7 separate regions of the Mus musculus genome follow, and regions 1, 2, 3, 4, 6 and 7 are each linked to region 5. Evidence: chromatin contacts called from public HiChIP or PLAC-seq, capture Hi-C and promoter capture Hi-C data. All regions are on one chromosome and are shown on one strand. Each heading gives the region's core, a stretch centred on a gene start, on an enhancer-like site or on the middle of the called end of the contact. The rest is flanking DNA. Distances are from core to core; before and after follow the strand shown. Region 1 holds the start of Rhoj (ras homolog family member J). Region 2 has its middle 20 kb from the start of Esr2. Region 3 holds the start of Esr2 (estrogen receptor 2 (beta)). Region 4 overlaps Mthfd1 (methylenetetrahydrofolate dehydrogenase (NADP+ dependent), methenyltetrahydrofolate cyclohydrolase, formyltetrahydrofolate synthase). Region 5 holds the start of Syne2 (spectrin repeat containing, nuclear envelope 2). Region 6 overlaps Tex21 (testis expressed gene 21). Region 7 holds the start of Akap5 (A kinase (PRKA) anchor protein 5).

What was found. Promoter capture Hi-C pulls out the DNA fragments that hold promoters and counts their contacts. HiChIP or PLAC-seq counts read pairs in DNA pulled down with a chosen protein or histone mark. Capture Hi-C pulls out chosen DNA fragments and counts their contacts.
Region 1: a promoter capture Hi-C map of cranial neural crest shows a contact between it and region 5. The contact joins the promoter of Rhoj here to the promoter of Syne2 in region 5.
Region 2: an H3K4me3 HiChIP or PLAC-seq map of embryonic stem cells shows a contact between it and region 5, with 6 times the contacts expected there. The contact joins the enhancer-like site here to the promoter of Syne2 in region 5. A contact is called at or near these places in 6 of 39 promoter capture datasets (cranial neural crest, embryonic stem cells, hematopoietic stem and progenitor cells and 3 more), 1 of 484 Hi-C or Micro-C datasets (uterus), 23 of 115 datasets of contacts at active chromatin or transcription factors (astrocytes, craniofacial prominence, embryonic basal ganglia and 13 more) and 3 of 9 other capture datasets (embryonic stem cells, liver and pancreatic islet).
Region 3: a promoter capture Hi-C map of the HPC-7 cell line shows a contact between it and region 5. The contact joins the promoter of Esr2 here to the promoter of Syne2 in region 5. A contact is called at or near these places in 18 of 39 promoter capture datasets (the C10 cell line, the HPC-7 cell line, HPC-7-derived erythroid cells and 11 more), 7 of 484 Hi-C or Micro-C datasets (the 3T3-L1 cell line, bone marrow-derived macrophages, differentiating embryonic stem cells and 4 more), 16 of 115 datasets of contacts at active chromatin or transcription factors (astrocytes, bone marrow-derived macrophages, craniofacial prominence and 8 more) and 3 of 9 other capture datasets (adipose tissue, embryonic stem cells and liver).
Region 4: a contact with region 5 is called in a promoter capture Hi-C map of liver, with 2.6 times the contacts expected there. The contact joins the enhancer-like site here to the promoter of Syne2 in region 5. A contact is called at or near these places in 3 of 39 promoter capture datasets (cranial neural crest, embryonic stem cells and liver), 1 of 484 Hi-C or Micro-C datasets (embryonic stem cells) and 3 of 115 datasets of contacts at active chromatin or transcription factors (bone marrow-derived macrophages, embryonic forebrain and pro-B cells).
Region 6: an RNA polymerase II HiChIP or PLAC-seq map of embryonic stem cells shows a contact between it and region 5, with 10 read pairs. The contact joins the enhancer-like site here to the promoter of Syne2 in region 5. A contact is called at or near these places in 1 of 484 Hi-C or Micro-C datasets (embryonic stem cells) and 8 of 115 datasets of contacts at active chromatin or transcription factors (embryonic forebrain, embryonic midbrain, embryonic stem cells and 3 more).
Region 7: a capture Hi-C map of embryonic stem cells shows a contact between it and region 5, with 3 times the contacts expected there. The contact joins the promoter of Akap5 here to the promoter of Syne2 in region 5. A contact is called at or near these places in 6 of 39 promoter capture datasets (cranial neural crest, embryonic stem cells, liver and 1 more), 1 of 484 Hi-C or Micro-C datasets (pre-B cells), 5 of 115 datasets of contacts at active chromatin or transcription factors (bone marrow-derived macrophages, embryonic forebrain, large pre-B cells and 2 more) and 1 of 9 other capture datasets (embryonic stem cells).

Annotation. Positions count from the first base shown.
Region 1 is chr12:75,306,876-75,309,575 of GRCm38.p6, reverse strand. It overlaps Rhoj (ras homolog family member J), which reads right to left and starts at 1,263. Exons shown (of 5, transcript NM_023275.2): 1 at 575-1,263. The coding sequence starts at 752.
Region 2 is chr12:76,195,526-76,198,225 of GRCm38.p6, reverse strand. No RefSeq gene overlaps it. Among named protein-coding and RNA genes, the nearest start is that of Esr2, 20 kb to the right of the region's middle. Within about 2 kb of position 1,420, at least 232 of the 459 cell types and tissues checked have an H3K27ac peak or open chromatin away from gene starts, as enhancers often do. A contact at or near this core is called in craniofacial prominence, embryonic basal ganglia, embryonic limb bud and 8 more, where this site is marked.
Region 3 is chr12:76,175,891-76,178,590 of GRCm38.p6, reverse strand. Esr2 (estrogen receptor 2 (beta)) reads left to right here and starts at 1,332. Exons shown (of 10, transcript NM_207707.1): 1 at 1,332-1,644.
Region 4 is chr12:76,281,169-76,283,868 of GRCm38.p6, reverse strand. It overlaps Mthfd1 (methylenetetrahydrofolate dehydrogenase (NADP+ dependent), methenyltetrahydrofolate cyclohydrolase, formyltetrahydrofolate synthase), which reads right to left. Exons shown (of 28, transcript NM_138745.2): 7 at 845-981. Among named protein-coding and RNA genes, the nearest start is that of Gm40444, 6.6 kb to the right of the region's middle. Within about 2 kb of position 1,423, at least 17 of the 459 cell types and tissues checked have an H3K27ac peak or open chromatin away from gene starts, as enhancers often do. A contact at or near this core is called in liver, where this site is marked.
Region 5 is chr12:75,817,030-75,819,729 of GRCm38.p6, reverse strand. Syne2 (spectrin repeat containing, nuclear envelope 2) reads right to left here and starts at 1,412. Exons shown (of 116, transcript NM_001005510.2): 1 at 1,252-1,412. Gm40447 (collagen alpha-1(II) chain-like) reads left to right here and starts at 102. Exons shown (of 7, transcript XM_011244246.1): 1 at 102-233; 2 at 379-1,821. The coding sequence starts at 102. The coding sequence ends at 1,647.
Region 6 is chr12:76,213,935-76,216,634 of GRCm38.p6, reverse strand. It overlaps Tex21 (testis expressed gene 21), which reads left to right. Exons shown (of 10, transcript NM_019784.5): 6 at 1,917-2,222. Among named protein-coding and RNA genes, the nearest start is that of Tex21, 31 kb to the left of the region's middle. Within about 2 kb of position 1,369, at least 23 of the 459 cell types and tissues checked have an H3K27ac peak or open chromatin away from gene starts, as enhancers often do. A contact at or near this core is called in embryonic stem cells, where this site is marked.
Region 7 is chr12:76,323,517-76,326,216 of GRCm38.p6, reverse strand. Akap5 (A kinase (PRKA) anchor protein 5) reads right to left here and starts at 1,326. Exons shown (of 2, transcript NM_001101471.1): 1 at 1,228-1,326.

The sequences.
Region 1 (2,700 bases), core at 14-2,513, 510 kb after region 5:
TTACTTTAAAAAACATAGCCATCTTTTACTTAATTTTCCACTTAGTATTTAAAAGCGTGGGACACTTTTCTCCTTATCTACCATCCCAGAAGAGTGAAAGTACAAAATTTAAGCCCCAAGTAATCCAGGAAAAAAAAAAAAGAAGGTTTTATTAGCTGGTTCTATTAGCCGTTTGATCATGACTAGCATGGAGTAGAAAAAGTTTAGAGAGTAGAACACTTTCCATGTGTCTAGCGGTGATTTTTTTAAAATGGAATATTTTGCAATACACTACACTTCAAAAAAAAATAATTACCGTGAAAAGTTGAAGAAAGTTTAGGCAAAAATGTTGAGAAACATTTCTGGAGGATATTTCCCCAGGATTGCACATTTGTTTCAATAGGAGAAGCATGTGAATGGATGTACAGGGTCTCCGCAGGATCCTAGCACCATTCTTGATGGAGTTACCTGGTACCTGCCAGATCCACATCAGTCTGTGACTTTCTGGCGAAAGCCAGGTCCCTCTGAACGCTAGGTAGCTGTGCCCAGAACCCCACCGCTCATCTAGACGGAGTTGGTCCCCACGCTTTCCTACCTGCGTAGTGGTCAAACACAGTGGGCACGTATTCCTCTGGGAAGGCGTCGTTGGCGTAGCTCATCAGCAAGCAGGTCTTCCCCACCGCGCCGTCCCCGACCACCACGCACTTCAGGATCCTGTTCTCCTCATGTCCATTGCAGCCGCAGCTGCTGTCGGTCCTCTCTCTGCAGCTCATGTTGGCGGCTCCCGCAGCAGCTGCTGGGGCTTCTGCAGTGCATGGAGCGGTGGCACCGGCCCCAGGCTGGAGCTCAGGCGGCCTGACTCTGGCTGGCCGGGCTCTCCCAGGCACAGCCCAGACACACTCGAGCCCCGCAGCTCACCATGCTGGAGAAGGAAGGCACTCTTGGGAGGAGGGATGAAAAGGGTCTGTCCCTTTCTCCCAATCCCAACGGAGAAGTGGAGTTGGGGGTAGAGCTGGAGTTAAGAAACTCTCATGTCCATAGACTTCCCGGGACTTCCTGGCAGTCTAGAAATATCAGCAGCCCGTGAGAATCTCACTCTACCCTCCCCATCCCCAGCCTGGCTAATGACACGGTGGGATTTGGATAACTCCTGCCCGGTTTTCCACCACACAACTAATATGGAGGAGAGAAGGGCTTTTAAACGGAGTTTCCCCCCCCTCGCTTCCTCCAGCTTGCCGAGTGTCAGGAAATCGTGGGTTTCCTGCTGCATTCCATATTAGGATCAGTGGGCCGGGGAAGGCGGCAACAATGGGGCTCTGTGCGTGTGTTTGGACTTCTGGGGAACCAGGCCAGGACACGGAGAGGGGAAAACACTAGGGGTCCTGCAGCCAGCTTAAGCTGTCAAACTTCCTGCTTTATCCCCTGCTAGCTAGCCAGGCTGCTGGCTTGTGGCTGGGAAGAAGCCAAAGAAGAAAGGATGGAACCCGGGGAGCAGTGTCTGCCGCGGAAACTAGGGAGAGGACTGAGTTTGAGAGCTTGAGGGAGCTGAGAGGACCTCATAGGGATTGCAGGCTAACATATGACGTCATCCTCCCTCCCTGACTCACCAGTTCAAATCGACAGTTTTTTTTTCCCTTAAACGAGAATCTCAAGCAATTCTTTTCCGCAACAAGGAAGGAAATCTTCCAGAGTCACACGATTTTGAAGAGGGGGGAACGTTGTGCAGGTTGTAGGTATATTATGAGTGACCAAGTTTACAAGTCTGTGTTTGAGCACAATGCTCAAATATACATTTCAGACTCCCCAAAACAACCCCAATGATTTTTTTTTAAACAGAGGAAATCAATCAGATATTGGGCTCAATCAGATATGCTGAGCTCAGGACTCACACTTTTGGAAGTGAGAGAGAGAGGCACATAGTGTGGCCTTTTGGCTTGGTTAGAGTCTCTAATGCTGTGTATGCATAGAGGCTTCTCCTTTTCTTCGAATCATCTCCCCCTGGGTAGGCCCAGCTCTCCTCAATGACACAGGCGCATAGCAGCCAGTTTGGTGCCTGAGAACGAAGCCCCATTTGATAATGGACAACGTGAACCTACAAATGATTTTGACGAATGGGTTAAAGTAAAAAAAACCCTTTGCTTTCCTATGAGATTTTGAAGATTGCAGATTATCTAAGGGCTTTGAGCGGTTTCACTGTGGCCGGGACGGGGAAAAGTCAGCTTTAGTGACTGTCAGTAACTTAGGTACCTACAACTCATGTGCATGCTGTCAAGGTACAGAGTCCACACCTCTTCTGTTTTGAATAGAGTAAAACTTGCCATGATGCTTGGTGCCCCAACATTTCTTTCCTATGAAAGAAAAACATTTCAATTAGGTATAGAGTGTATCAGGGATGTTATGTTACCATAACAATAATCCCCAAAGTTCAGAATTCGAAATAACTTTCTCTTTCTTCCTTCCTTCCTTCCTTCCTTCCTTCCTTCCTTCCTTCCTTCCTTCCTTCCTTTCGTTCTTTCTTTCTTTCTTTCTCTCTCTCTCTCTCTCTCTCTTTCTTTCTTCTTCTTCCTCCTCCTTTTCCTCTTCCCTCTTCTTTTCCTCCTTCCTTCCTTTCCTCCTCCTTTTTCTCCTCCCCTTCTCCTCCCCTCCTTCTCCTCTGCACCCTCCGTTTCCTTCTCCTCCACCTCCTTTTCCTCTTCCTCTTCCCTTTTCTCCTCCCTCCTT
Region 2 (2,700 bases), core at 171-2,670, 380 kb before region 5:
GTGCTTAAATAAACTCTGGGGGAATCTTAACTCTTTGTTATTATTCTGTGCCTTCCACAAGCACTAAAAAAACAAAAACAAAAACAAAAACAAAAAAACAAACAAACCAAAAAACCAAAAAACAAAACCAAAAAAAAAACCCCAAAACAAACAAACAAACAAACTTGACTCTTAATGCTTAAATAAACACCGGGAAATTACAAAAAGGATTTCTTGCTGCTGCTCCTTTCTCGGGCAAGTCAGCTAGAAGCCTCTGAGAGGCTCAGAGCTCGTTAACACTTTTTGAACCAGAAAGAAAAGAAAAGAAAAAAGAAAAAAGGAAAGGAAAGGAAAGGAAAGGAAAGGAAAGGAAAGGAAAGGAAAGGAAAGAAAAGAGAAAAGGGAAAGAAGTCACTCACACAGAGAACACACACACACACACACACACACACACACACACACTTTGGGTGAAGTGGAAAACAGCTACACCACCTTTCTTTATTGCTATCAGCCTTTTTATAGCGTTTTAGACAAAAAGTTCTCTATGTAAGAAAGAATTACTTTATAGATAAAATGTTCCATAAAAAGGGAGTTTCAGAAAGGTATGAAGAACAAGTTCAAAGCAGTGTTTCCTTCTCTAAGCTCATTCTAAGTTCCAACAACAGGTTTTACATGGGCTTGCCTTATCGTGTGCACACCTGTGGCTTCATCCTTGGAACTGAAGGTTTCCTTGAACACAAAGTTGTCCCAAGCCTATATCTTTCTTTAGTGTAATTATGAAAGCTCACTGCATATCGTCTTATGCAGCATTTACTGACTAACCTGAGAGAAAAGTCCATTGCCCCGACCCCCACCCCCGAATAAATGGCTGGGGCATCCATCTAAGGCTGCAGCAGTGTGTGGATTGTTGACTCTGTATGAGGCGACTACAGAGAGCTCCAGAGAGGCTCCGTCCTCAAGCCCCAGGCAGACAGCTACAGCCAGGGGCAGCACCCCAGCCCAGAGCTGGGACTTGGGCAGCGCCAGGGTCGGATTCACTCAGCCTAGAGATGGACAGGGGACCCTGGAGTGCAACTGCCTGTACGGTAGTTTTTTTGTTTTTTGTTTTTGTTTTGTTTTGTTTTGTTTTGTTTTGTTTTGTTTTGTTTTGTTTTGTTTTGCAGAGACAGTGAGCTGATGTGGGTATCTATGCCCAAAGGAGCCTTTCTGTGTTCGCTTCCCCACATCCTCCTTGTCTACACAGGACACAGGACAGCCAGACCAGGTCTCCTGACTGCTTGCGCTGCAGGCTGCCTGAGATCAGTACACATGCTGCCAGCTACAACCCAAACAAAAGACAGAAAGCTGGCTCCAAAGCACAGAAGCCTTAGGTCTTTCCACAGTCAGCCCTTCCTCGCGAATAAAAGAATCACAGAGGACTGCAGTGTCCCGAATCAAACAGCAGAGGGAGACAGAGGTACAAAAAGCTCTGGATCATTGCTGAACGAACAGCTTGCTTCAAGGCTGGAGCTGCTTAGAATCTTAACATTATCTCAAGATAATAAATGTGACTTGGATCTCTGAGTTCTAATGATGGGGTTGTGGGCAGCTTCAATTACTCTGACAAAACACTTTCTGTAATTACAGGATCTTGTGGTACCAGAAGCACCTGAGCTAGAAGGCACAGCCCTGAGACATTGTATTCTGCTTCTGTTCTTTGGCGGTCATCGTAGGAGTCGTTAGGTTTTACAGCCAGGGGTTTCCCAAAATTCTCCTCCTTCACTGTCCGCTGGCCTTCAACTCTAAGTGTTCCCTTCCACATGGAGGGACCCTACCCAATGTCCTTGCCTGCGGGTCAGAAAACTCAAATGGCCATCTAGGCTAAGGCCACCTTCCTGCTCAGAATTTGCTTTCGGGTTGCTACAAAACTTGAGGTCCTGAAGATCCCAACAGTGCGGCAAAGCCAGTTTTACCCGACTTGAGCCTGCGCAGGCGGACTGCTCTTGTGTCCATCGAAGACCTGGCAACAAAACGTGCCTGGATTCCAGCCAATCAGGGTGTGGGGGTGGTGTCAGGGCGCTGCCCGGGCGGGGTGTTGGGCGGGGCAGAGTTGCGTGCCTGTTGGTCTCTGTCGCAGCAGGCAGGTGATTTCCCTGTCTTGGCTCCTGGCGGCTTCGCATTTTCTCTCAGATCAGCCAGACTGGGGTCTGACTCTAAATGCTGGGAAGTTTTCCAGAACCTTGCAGTGCTGGCTACAACTCTGCATGTGCTCCGTGTGCAAGGTTCCCCTAAGCTGTACGTGTACTCAGCTCTGCAAGCTGGCTTTAAACTCACAGAGATTGTTTTCCTTCCAAGGGCTGGCATTACAGGCTGTGCCACCATGCGCAGCTTATTACTTTTAAAAAATTCTTATTTTTATTTTACGTGTATATGTGAGTGTCTATATATTTGTGAGTGTTCCGTGTTGTGTGCCTGGTGCCTGTGGAGGCCAGAAAGTGTTGAGTCCCCTGGACCTGGACTTACAAGCAGCTGGGAACTGCTATGTGGGTGCTGGGAACTGAACCCTTGTCTTCTGCAGGAGCAGCCAGTGCTCACAACCTCTGAGCCATCTAGTATGTAGCCTAGGATGGCCTGGGAATTGGCTATGTAGACCAACTGGCCTCTAACTCACAGAGATCCGTGTACCTCTACCTCACCAGCTGTGCGTGTGTTTATCTTAAGTCATTTATTTACTCTATGTGT
Region 3 (2,700 bases), core at 83-2,582, 360 kb before region 5:
TCATAAACCCGGGCCTCAGAAAGGTCCCCGAAGGCGTTTTGGTTACACCCAAAATGTTGAGGCTGACATTGTATAAGTTTCCCTCCAAATCCCCCCCGCCCCCCCCCCCCCCCCCGGTTTTCTTCTATTAGAGTACCGTCCACCAAGAATCACATTCTGGGTCTGAAGGGACATCTCAGCTGTTAAGATAGCTTGCTGCTCTTGTACAGAAGCCTAATTCTGTTCCCAGCACCCATACGCAGGAGGGAATCCCGCACCTATAGTCTCCGTAGACATCTGCACGCCTGTGTACATACCCATGTGTGCATAATTTAAAAGATAAAAAGTAGATCTTTAAAATCCTTCACAAACATCCCCGTGATGTGTGCGGATGGCTTGACGATTAATTAGGTACACCAGTGACACCAGGTTGGCCTACAGGTCATTTGTTTTCCTTTTAACTTTTGCCACCAAAGGCTGCCTTAAAGCCAGTTGTTTCCTCAAAGACTATAAGGTATGGTTTCAGCCTTTGTGTAGAAGGGTCACTTCCAGGCTAAGCGATTGAGCTGGGAGGATCAGATCTACCATCAGGGGGCGCCAGAGACCCTCTCCGCCCCTGTAAAAGCGCAGGCAGATTTTCTCCAGGTGAATTCCAGGAGGCTCGCGGGATCTTGGACCTAACCCATTGCCTTTTTTTCTTTTTCTTTTTCTTTTTCTTTTTCTTTTTCTTTTTCTTTTTCTTTTTCTTTTTCTTTTTCTTTTCTTTTTTTTTTTTAACGAAACAAAACAAAACAAAACAAAAAACAACTCGTTTTCTCTCCCGGCTTCCATCGCCAGCCGCTGATAGATGAGCGTTCAAACCTTCACCTCCAGCCCCATTGCCTTGCCTTTCTGGAGCACAAGCTAACACTCCCTGCAAAGGAATCTGCCTTCATTACTTCGTTATTACTGCTAATTTCGGTGCTATTACCCGAAACCGGGGCCTGGCCCATGCTTCTCAAGGAGAGTTGTCAAACTTAAGCATTTAATGACACGCACGTAGGTCAAAGTATGGAAACAGGATTAAGTGTGGTCCCTGGACGCACGCGGTTAAGTCCAGAATCCCTGGGGATCTGGTCAGAAATTCCCATTCCCGGGCCCCCATCTCGATCCTTCATCGTCAGTCTATTGGAAGCGGGGTGTCCCTAGAGGATGACTGTGAAGTGGCTGGAGGTCCACATCCAGTGGATCTGGTTGCACGGCGCGGGAGTGCCTGAGATCTCTGGCTCCCGGTTTGTGGTCACGTGGGCTTCTCAGCTACCCTCCCACACTCTTTCCAGGTCTTTAAAAGAAAGACGCACTAACGTTCGTTCGTTAGTCGTGGGCAGTCTTTGCAGCTTCTCCAGCTGCTGGCCCTTTTGAAAGGCACTCTCGGGTCCCTGCCTTCTCCCAGGCTTCTAGCATCAACCACCTCTTGAAACTTCCTGGGAGTAGAGGAGGTGGGGAGCTGGCCTGGAGGGAGCGGCTTGTGCGGCCACTGGCATCCCTTGGCATCCGGGTCTGCAGTAGAGTCTGGCAGCCGCCGCAGGCTGAGCGACAACCAGTGGCTGCGAGTCCCGCTCAGGGACCGAGGAAAGTACGTGTCTGCATTTAGAGAATGCAAAAGAGAGAATGTCCACCCGCTAGGTAAGTGTCCCTTTGCTCATAGTGAGGCTTAATTGACTTTGTGGGAAGCCGGCAGAGTATAGAACAAAAAAAAAAGGGGGGGGGAGGGTTGGGGCACGGGCATGTATGCAACTGTTCTGAACACTACCGGAAACAGAAATTTTTACTGACTTTTGGTTTAGTTATATAAATATAATTTCATTTTAAAGGAAGAAAATTCCTGTGGTTTTCCTAGCAGTGGATACGATGATGACGCTTCTTGCTTGAGTGTGGTGGACCAGGGAAGATATGCCTATCTTAGGCAGGTGATCATGGCTTGTCGACTGGCAATCCTTAGTCGTGTCAGAAATAGAGTTTAACTTCTTTCCTGGATAGTCTGAGAAAGATTAAATCTGATTTCTCTTATATGCTGAAGAGGAATCTAACTGTTGCTTCTTCCTGATTACCTGTGGTGACAGTTTCATAGTGGAAAGAGTGAATATTGGTATGTGTGTGTGTGTGTGTCTGTGTGTGTGTGTATAAAACAAAACTATGAATTTGAGCGCTATTCAGAAAGCAAGCGTGACAATTTAACTTAGGATTTAGAAGGCAGGTTTGTGTTTGGCACATAGTACCCTCGAGGAAAGATGTTTATGTCTTGTTCTATTTCAAGTGTTTTTGTAAGCATCACTTGAAATTTCATTGTTACTATAATGATCCGGCTCATGGTGGATATTTCCTCTCTCCGTGTAAATGTTATTTAAAGAGTGAAAGGAAAGATTAGAAAGAGGATATATAGTGACAACAAGAAGAGTGTAATCAGTAGCTTCATTTTCTTACCAGAGCAAGTCTGATTGTAAGGGTTCTCAACCAGTGGGTCGCGACCCCTTTGAGACACCCCCCCCTCCCCTCGATCTCCAAAAACATTTACATTATGATTCATAACAACAGCAAAATTACAGTTATAAAGTAGCAATGAAAACAATTTTATGGTTGGAGGTTAGCATAACACAAGGGTCTGTATTAAAGAAATTGCCCCACTAGGAAGGCTGAGACCATTTCTCTACAGCATTCTATATGAAGTAAAAGATGAGGTTT
Region 4 (2,700 bases), core at 174-2,673, 460 kb before region 5:
TGCATGCATGTACACACACACACACACACACACACAGAGACACAAAAAGGAAAATCATGAGCTGTGATATAACATCTTTAATTATCAGTAACACTTTCAGGGATACTGGGTAAGGCCTCAAATGCAAACCAGAGTTTCTGCTGGCCCAATCCCATGCCATACTCAATCCTACACATGCCAGAAGCCCCCTTCTCTAGGTATTTTCCCTAACAGGAAAGGCAATGAGAACCAGTGAGGGTGAAGAGAGCACAGATTTGGAGCCAAACTTAGGACAACATTCCTAGTGATGGAACCCTCGTTTATGGAAGGCACTTGCTCCCACCATCAACCCAGGACAGTTTGAGAATATTAAAGAGGGGGTACCAGGCCTCCATCTTGTTCTCTGCCCGCAGGACACAGCCATGTGACATTTTGGACTCAGGGATCCAACGTAAGGATCAAGAATAAGCTGCTGAAGCTAAGAATGTAGCTCAGTGGTAAAATTCTGCCTATTCTAAGGAGTTCAACCCCAGTCTAACAATAATAAAACAAAGGACAGCGAGAGATGCCCACTGTTCAACCTCGTCTGGAGTACCTCCATCCAAGGCCAACAACCTGCCCGGGAGACCTGTAAATGGCATAATTCCACTGCTAAACCCTGTCTGTCACAGGGCATGCTGGTGTAGAAAGTGCATGGTCAGAATGTCAGAAAGATCTGGATCAATGCTGGCAAGCTTGTGATTTGAATTTGTCCCTTCCTCTTGGACAATGAGACATGAAGCACAGCACAGTTACTGGGGTTAGAGAGCTAATGTCCCCACGCGTGCACACAGGCTGGACGTCTACGCTACCCTGGATTGCCTACCTCCTTGTCCAGATTGGCAGTCTTGGAGTGGCAGGTGGTCACCGTGGCATTGTTCCACAGAAGGAGGTCATGCATGGGTGCACCAACTATCTTACTTCGACCAACCACCACCGCGTGCCTTCCGGCAATCTGCACCCCTGGAAGAGAAGCCAGCACACATTAGAGATGGAGAAGCAGCTGCCCTCGTTCACACACCACCCAGATGGAAAACAGCAAAAGTGCACAGAAGCAGATCGTCTGCATCCGACAGAAATCTTCCTAAGAACGCTCCTACGCCAAGCACAGCCTCAGCTCCAGCTTCAGCCTGGGACCTGCCCACTGTCCTTCCTACAGTAGGGCTTGGGGTTCCGCTTAGGCCAAGATCTGTTCATTGAGTCATGAGGGAGTGGGAAGAAATCCTACACTCAAAAAAGAAACCTCAACACACAGCTAACAGCCATATGGAAGTAGCTATCAGACTAAACTACGCGGGCAAAACAGTCATGAAAACTACGGCATCTGGAACAGGGTCAGGGCAAAGGAGAGAATCAGATTAGTATCAGTACGACTCCCCAGATTCAGTGAGTTTATTCATACAGTTTCTCATCCAAAGTTCTGTCTGGCTTAGGGCCTGAACACAGGGTTATCTCCCGGGGAGAGATAATAGGAACTGCAAGTGGCTGGAAAGCCTTTCGCTGACTCAGCACCTGCACTCCTGGCACTTTGCCAACATCCCCCCACCCCAGTGCTGAAGACCAAACTCAAGGCCTCACTCACACACGCTATGCCTGGGCTCTTCCATGGAACTGCCCCAGGCTTGTGCTTCTTTTGAGACACTAGCTGGCCTGGATTGCCCTGAACATCCTCTCTAGAGCACAGGCAGGCCTTGAGGTGCTTTTTAGAACTGAAACCTGAATCCTACAGAGGTGACAAGTCTCTCCCTCGCCCTCTGGCCTGTGAGATGCAGCTATGACCGTCTGTCTAACATGAGAAGAGAACAGGGAGAAAGCTGCACAGGGTTACCCCGTTACCAGGAGGGGCCTGAAATGGGCCGCCCAGACAGAAAGGAGCAGAGTGCTCCGAAATACTCTGCCTGGCCACTCTACCCTGGCAAGGCTGAAAAGCTATGAACCCTTGCTTGGGATTTAAACCACACTTTGAAAAAGAACCAACTTCATCAGAAGACCAGCACTTAGAGAATGCTAACACCATGACTACACTAGAATTGAAGTCCTTGAAGTTTGAACGAATTGACAAGTCCATTGCTGGGTTGAATGGATAGGTCAACTACAGAACAACTGACAAGCATGCTGGAGCCCCTGGCTTTCATTCTCAGCACTGCAAATCACCCAATCAATTGACCAATGACAACTTTACTAATTAAGACTCAGCAAAGATTTGAAGCTACCTTAAGGCAACAGTAGCTTGTGGGACACCAGGAAGTCACGGGTGTAATAGCTCATGGGACTCTTTCCTATAAAGCTGTAATAAATATTGGCTAAACACACTGAAGAATATAAATTGTAGTTCTGAACTATCACAGCTGGGTCAAGGCTTCTGGCTTGGCCTTTGCTGGCCAACCACAGACAACTTTCATTACTAACTCTGGCCAAATGCCTCCCTTGAAACTTCTGACCTGCTTCTTTCTAACAGGACTCGTTTCTGTGCAAAAAATAAACTCTGCTAAAAGTATTTATAAGGAAACTAAAATACAAAGGTACTAGCTATGTACTGAAGTAATGTGGGGTGAATGTTCACAAGATCCACTCCAGCCATCTGTCTAGTGTTGGAACCACAGTTGACTTGGGGCTGGTTCCAGGGGCAGGAACCCACAACATTACTCACTTTGTACTGGCAGAATTCTCATTGGCATTTAG
Region 5 (2,700 bases), core at 163-2,662:
AGAATTTTCCAGAAAGAAAACTGGAGCCCCAGTCATGCGTTGAAGCGTGTAAACACGTCAAAAATCCTAGGCCATAAAAACCGAATGCTCCTTCTCCCATGATGGCGTTTACTGGAACGGGAGCTGCGAGGAGGCCAGGTCTGCTTAACTGTGCCCCCACCCGAACATTCGAGCTCAGCCACAGAATTACCTCCAGCAAGAGCTTTGGGGGATGGAAACTTTTAGGGAAGCAGGTGGAGTTGCTTCAAATAAAACTTTTCAAACATTTGTTAAGTCCCACGGTTACTGAGAGCCTCCCCGGTTTGCCTCGAGCTACTACATGGTGCCTGTGCACAACCGCGCCTGCTGCCACTCCGTCCCGACGCTCCCTTCCACTAGGGGAGGGGAAAACAACTTTCGGAAATAAGGCGCGTCCACAAAGGCAAGTGTTACACTGGACTTCTCCACCTCCATCTCAGGCAGCGGCTCCTGTGGCCAGCAGCCCTGGATGCAATCCACGGGCCCCCTCCCACACTGGGCATCTTTTCAGACCTCAAGAGAGAGACCGTAAGGAGGACCAGGTGCTACCGTCAGACCCTAAAGGCAATTGTACAGACAACAAAGACCGCAAGCGATCAAAATGGAATTATAATCCCCGCGGTCCCAGCGCCCCCTCTCCGCCCGCCGAGACTCAGGGCCGCCGCGCCCGCCTCTTCTCTTCCAACGCAAGGGTCCCGCGTCCTGTCCACAGTGTGCGCCCCGGCTGCAGGTTCTCCGGTCCCCGGGGCTAGCCTCCCGCCGCCCGTGGTTTTGCAATCTCTGCGCCGCGGCTTCAGTGTTCTAACACCCGGTTCGAAATCTTTCCCGCCCAGGCGTGACGCGAGGAATGCAAACAATCAGCCGAGCGCGCCCGCCTGGACCGGGATAGGGGGACAGTGGGGAGTCCCGGGGCCGAGCTGGGTGCACCCGCGGGCCGGGCCCGGAGGTGACACAAAGAAGCCCGGGACACCAACGCCAATCGCTGGCGCTCGCCGCGATCCCCAGGGTGCCCCGCCCGCCGCTAAGTTTACAGCGCCCCGCGCGCCCCGCTGTCCCCTCCCGGGTGAAGTTTCCCACGGCCCAGCTGGGAGCCGGGCATCCAGAGACTCCCGTGGGCCCCCCGGGCTCCCCGCTGGGCTCTGGGGACTCCGCAGGGCTCGTGCCCGCCTCTTCCCCGCCCTCCCGCTCTCGCAGGGCGCTTTAGGGCGCGGAGCCCCCCGCGGCTGCGCTCACCGTTGTCTGCCCGGCCGGGAGGCGAGGGCCGGAGTTCGACCCGACCTACTCCGCGCCCCCCTCGCCTCGCTGCCTCGATGGCGCCCCTCGATCGCTCTCCCGCTCGCTCTTCCGTGCGGCCGAAGGCTTGCGGCGCAGCCGAGCGCGCTCCGCTCTGGACTGGAGGCTACAGACCACGCCCCGCGCCCTCCCGGCCCGCCCAGTCCCGCGCTCGCCGCCGCCCGGAGCAGCGCACTGGGGGCGGAGCCGCCTCCCTGCGGCCACCGCAACTTTCCCTCCGCCTTACAGACCCTTGCAGGTGGCGGGAGTGAGGAACTAACTCCGAACGCAGGTTCACGAGCCTCCGCCTCCGTGCCTACCCGCAGCTGGAGACAAAGGGGAGGCCGACTCTCCTAGAACACTTTTCAGGCGGGTTTCACTTCTTCACGGTGGGTGGATGCCTAGATCTACAAATCAGCGAGCCGACCGCGATCCGGTCCTTGAACCCAGGTGGAGCCTTAGAGAAACATGGACTTTTCATCGGCTTCTTAAGAGTGTCAGGAAGCCCAGACCTCGACCTCACCTACGGAGGTAAGATAAGGAGGTGCTTATTTAACAATGCAGATAAGTGACACCCCCCACCCTATTTCCCTGTCCCCCCCCCCCCCGCCCCGCGCGTGCCAGCCTGCAGGATGGGCTGAGGAGAGCCGCCTCAAACAACGACATTCAGGAGAAAGTGGGTCCCTGGGAATCTGTCCTGTAGGTGTCAGTTGGATTTTCCAGCAAATTACTCAATCCTGTGAACTCAGGATGACATCACCTGACTCCCACTCGCGTTTCGAGTCGCTGTTATAGTATTAAGACTCTTGAAGTCAGACACCAACGCATCACTTCACTGTTAAATCACAAAGAGGCAGTGGCCTGAGTTTCTATCGCAATCAAATTTAACTTCATGCAAGTCCCGCCTCATGCATATTGTGTAGCTGCAGAATCTTATCTGGATTGCTTAGTGCGCTACTGATGGCCCAAATTAAATGGTAAGGGTCGAAGATTAAAAGTTTGACGACAGTGGGTTCAGCTAATCCATGTTTCCGGGAAACGTAGGTTTTAATTCTATCCACACTCTCCTCTCTGCGAGTATTGAGGTGACACAAGTAAACTGTGAAAATACATGCTTTATTGTCTTTTTTCGCCGTACTATATCTGCATGGCATTTCTTGTATTCTAGGTTCACTCTGACCTTCCAAGTTCTTAGACTATTTGCTATGCATCCCGTAATGGCTTGGTGGGCGGAGCTCGAGGTGTGGTTCAGTGGGTAGCCTGCTTGCCTAGCTTTGATCCTCAGCACTTCATATAAACATGAAGTGATGGTGCCCACTTGTAATCCAACACTCAGGAGGTGGGGACAGGAGGATTGGGAAATCAAGGCTTGCCTCAGCCACATAGCAAGTCTGAGACCACGATGGGGTA
Region 6 (2,700 bases), core at 120-2,619, 400 kb before region 5:
TAGCTCTGTGGATCTTCCAGAAGGAAGTGCACTGGGGAGAAGGCAGACCATTAGCAGTGGAGCTGTGAAAGTTTATTGTGAGCTCCTCAGATTATCACAAGTTACTATGTAAAACCAGGACCTGTGTGGCTCAGTTAATGTGGGAGATCCTATTTGGAAAAACAACAACAACAACAACAACAACAACAAATCCCCAAGGGCTAAAGAGATGGTCCAGCAGTTAAGAAAGCTTGCCGTGTAAGCAGGAGACCAGTGTGGGGATCCTAACTTCCGTGTAACAAGCAGGCATGGTCAGGCATGCCTAGATCCCCAGCACAGAAAAGGCTAAGTCTGGTGGTTTTCTGGCTCCCAGATTCAGTGTATATCCTTTCTCAAAGGAGTAAAGCAGAGAGTGTTAGCGAAGCACACCTGTCACCTTCTGGCACACACACACACACACACACAGCCATGCACATCTGCATAAACATACCCCAGTCTCAAATAGTGTGTAAACACAAAGGGTGTTTTATTCTGCAGAAGTCCAGCATGTTGGGGTCTCCCATTAGCAAGATAGAGAGACCCTCAAGTGAGCTCACAGGCTCAATTTAAAGCACATTAGGGGGATTTCGGGCTTGGTGACCTTATCCTGTTCTATCTCCTAAGAGACATTCCAAAACCATTATCTGGGCATTGGGGCTGGACTCTTTGCAACAGAAATAGGCCAAGAGGAAGAGATGTGACTTCTTTCGCTTATATTATTGAGGTTGTTACATTTGTTAAGCATTGATTCTTTCTTTCTTGTAGTATTAGGGGTTGAATTTAGGGCCTCTAGAAGGTTAGGTAAGCACCCACACTACCACTGAGCTACAGTTTCAGCCCTACATGAGTATAAGTCTTCATGAAAACATGTTTCCTTGACAGCTCTTTACCTAATGGCTTCAATATTCACTGATGATCCTTGCCCAAATCAGTTATTTCATTAGGAATTACAAAATAATCATTTCCAGCTGGGCATGGTGGCATATGGCTGTAATTCCAGCCCTAGGGAAGAATTTCTAGCTTGGACTATACAGCAAGACCCTCTTGATAGATTATTTCAACACCACCAGTGAAATAAGCCAGTTCAAGCCCAGTTAGATTAGATTAAAGCCAGGTTCATCGGGAAGCTGCTCTTAGGCAGCCGAGTTCACAGGCCAGGGAAGTCACCATGGGGAAAAGGGTGGGGAGGGAGAGAGAGAGAAAAAAAGGGGATACACGCAGAGAGAGAAGAGGAGTCTCTGGGGGAAGGGTAGCCCAGCCCCTGGACCGGAAAGTCAAGATTGGGGGCAGGGTATGCCAAATAGGGACTGAGGGATGCTGGGAGAACCTGGAGTCCAGGTCTGCTTTGATATGTAAAATATGTGCTTCAGTCCTCTGATTGGACCTAAACCAAACACCTCTCTCACCCCTCCTTACTCCCCTCCACCCCGGCTAAAAAACAAAACCAAAACCAAACCCAAATCAAAACACACACACACACACACACAAAGAGCCAGTGTGCAGGCTCAGCAGGTAAAGGCACATTTTGTGGAAGTCTGATTGATAAAAGGAGAGAAGAGATTCCTGCAGGTTGTCTCTGATCTCCATATGTTTACAGTGGCACAGGCCGCCTCCCTCACGACAATAACAAAGATAATTAGACATAATAAAATACAATGATAACTTTTAAAATTCCTTGAGTGTTCTGTAGCGTTTGCTCTCACGAGGGCTGTTTTGGTTCCTCCTTCTTGCCGTTTTAAGTCAGTGCCCTTGTTTCTTATGAGATGCTAATGTTTCAAGTTAGGACCCTTTCTCCTGAGGTGGTGAGTTCATACTGAGTTCACAGTTCATAAGAAGTGACATAGATCTTTCCATATTGTTTCAAGCGGGAAGTTTAATCCTTGTGTTGGTACATTCAGGACAATGATGAAGTCTACAATTTGAAGAGAGGCAGTGTTGTTTACTCTGAGGGACCAATTGATGGGCAAACTACTGGTGATAAATGTCAGCAAGATTTGATCCACCAAGAAAAGCTAACGTCTGAGTTGGACAGAGCTCCGTTTTCCTGCGGCTGGGAAACCACACCTGAGCAATCCCATCACCAGGATTTCCTCGGTCAGTTGGCCACTCTCCTGAGTGACAGCATCGGCCCTATACTAGCCACAGAGGAAGCGGTGAAAGAGAGGATCCAGGAAATGGGTGCAAATGAACAGTCGTGGAAATGCGTGAGTGTGCTCCGAAAAATTATCCTTTCCAATTTAATTCTCTTTTTCTTTTTCCTTTTTTGTTCCTTTCTTTTTTCTTCTCTTCCTCTCTGTCTCTGTCTGTCTCTCTCTGTTTTTTTGGTTTTTTTTTTTTTTTTTTTTTCAAGACAGGGTTTCTCTAGGTAGCCCTGGCTGTCCTGCAACTTGCTCTGTGGACCAGGCTGGCCTCAGACTCACAGAGCTCCTTCTGCTGGTATTGAGGACACACACCACTATTGTCTGGCTGAATATTTTTTTAAAAAATGTATGTGCTTGTGGGAGTGCACCTAAACATGTGCATATGCATACATATGTGTACCAGTGCATGTGGGGGTCAGAGGCGGACCTGGGCTTGTTCCTGACCAGTGGGGTCTAGGGATCTGCCTGCCTCTAGTACCTGATTTGCAGATGTACACGAGCTTTTCATATGAGAGATGAGTATTGCCACTTGGATCCTTAT
Region 7 (2,700 bases), core at 77-2,576, 510 kb before region 5:
CCAGTGCCACCAAAAAAAGTAATAGTCCACAGAATGGCAAGGCTTAAGGAATGAGGACCTGGAATGACTAGCTAACAACAGCTCCGTGCATTTTAGGTGCTGAGCCCTGAGTTAGGCGCAGGGGAGCCTTTCATGCATATTCTTCACAGAGCTTTCACTTGGGTACCAGTTCCCAATTCTCTGTAGAACTGGAACCCTGAAAAACCGTTTTAAGAGCTAAGGCTTTTCTTTTGTTTTTTTAAGGGTAAGTATTGAAAGCTTCATCTTTCTACAAAGAAACATAAAATTCTAGAATGATGGGACCAGTATAACATTTGCAGTCTCTCCTCACACACCCTAGCACTAGAACTAGAACCCAGTCTTAATGGCTTCCACGTCTTCTTTCCCTGAGCCTCCAGCGCTCTAGAGATCATTCCTTCTAAGTGTGTGTATTAATAGAAGAAATATTCAAATGAGATTATATTCCGGAAAGTCTCTGAAACTAACCTAAATGGCCTAGATGGTTGCACGAGAGGTTTCTTTTAATGTACATCACTGTAGAGATCAACACCCCAACAAGTGTAGGCGAGGCAGGGAAAGGATGCAGCCTGCAGGCATTAAAACTTTGCAGAGTGTTAAGACTGCAAATGATTCACCTTTACCTTCGAGAGGACCATTATTGTCTTGGAAACCTTAAAGTCCCTGCTGTCCTTTCCTGGCAGAATCTCCTGTCCAAGACCACAGAAAACAACCACCACCCTTCTCCCCTTGAGCAACAGAGAGCAACCACTATCTGAACAGAGCAAGGAACCCTTCCCAGCACTAGACACGAACCGCGAAGCTTCCTCCTGGAGGAAGGATTCTCCAAGCTTGACGCCCCTATGGCAGGAGACAGAGCTCAGGATAAAGTGCTCAGAAAGGAAAATACCGGGGGCGTGGAATAGATAGCCCAGCTTCAAGCTATCTGCAGAACTATCATAGCCCGGAGCCGAAAATCACAGTTCCCCAGAAAACCCCTAAAGGAAAAGGGTTAGGTAGGCAGCCGGTGCCAAAGCAGCAGCTGCAACTCGTGCGAAGCGAGCGGGCGGCAGAACAGCCCAGGGTCACCCACCTGGAGCCGTCTGAGGATCGGCGACCTTGCAGTCGTGTCCCTCACAATCTGGTGACCAGGACCCGGGGTCTGCCGCCGTTACCAGGGCTCAGTGCACCAGATTCTGACCCAGAGCCTCTAGTCTTGCCTCTACTTACCCAGATCGTCGCGGTCTCTGGCCAGCTCTGCTCCCGAGGTCGAGGAGCACGGGCCCAAACAACGGAGAGCCCCGGAGACCGCGGAGCGCGCAGCCCTCTGCAGAGGGACCGCAGCCGCGCGCCCCCTCCCCAGCGCGGAGAGAGACAGCTGGTCGCGCCAATGCGCGTGGAGCAGTGGGGCGGGGCTAGGGCCGGGGGCGGGGTGAACTCAGCCAGCCACCTGCCAGCCGACTGCCCAGCGGCCTGGGAGAGACCTCCGTGCTCCCGCCCCGGACGCATCACCGCTGCATAAAGACATCAGGACCAGGGTGGAGGGACCACTAAAGCAAAGCAGGAGGACTGCAAGAGGGTAGAAACCCCTCATTTCCTGAGACGCACATCCGTAAAAACCTTGTTTGAATTTATAAGGCTCCCACCGTGAATCCCCCCTGGAACATTAAAGACAAGGTAGAAAGCATATCTACAGATAAAGATTGATGGGAAAGATGGCTCAGCGGTGAACAGCACGTATTTCTCTTCCAGGGGGTTTAAGATCGATCCCCATACACCCACATTAGGCGGCTCACAACCACCTGTAACCAGCCCTAGCTGGATCTTTTGCAAAAACAAAATTAAAAAGCAAGATTCATAACAGTACAGAGACAATAAGGGGCCGGGGGAGGATTTTATTTTATTTATTTTGTCGAGACAGGGTTTGTCTGTGTAGCCTTGCTTGTCCTGGGACTCACTCTGTAGACCAGGCTGGCCTTAAACTCACAGGGATCCACCTGTCTCTGCCTCCAGAGTACTGGGATTAAAGGCCTGTGCCACCATCCACTGGCAGACATTTTATTTGTGTAGCTCTGTACGACCGACCTGAAACTCATTGTGAACCAGCCTGGTATTGAACTCACTGAGATTCACCCACCTCCACCTCAGAAGCTGCACCTGGCTATGGAGAAAATTATATATATATGGTGAGAAACAGAAATAAACTCACTAAACAGAACCTCAACCTGGTACTGGTACAGTCCTCACTCTGGAACAGGAAGGTGTCAGCTCAGGTGGGAACCAGCACAAATATGGCTCTGTGCACACAAAGGTGTGGCCTCCCCAGCTCAGGGCCTGTGGCTTTGGGATGTTTTCAAGCTGAGACCCTGTAAGTCACACACACACTCTGACAGGCTTGTTTCACCATGTCCAAACCTCAGGCTCTGTGCACACCAGGCAAATACCCTTTGCTCCAAATGGGGCTGGAATAGTGAGCACCCTCATCTCCGTCCCCACTTGAGAGGAACAAGGTAAGCAGACCCCAAGGGATGTCCTAAAGGAAACAGTAATCCAGCCGCGGTTCTGATATGAGATGTCACATGGGCCATGTTCTGTGCTCACCTGTCAGCATGGATGTGGTACTCCAGCAGGCCTCAGCCTCCTCCAGGGCTCCTCCTAGCACAGAGCTCGAAAGCCCCAGGGACGCGGAAGAACAAGACCCTG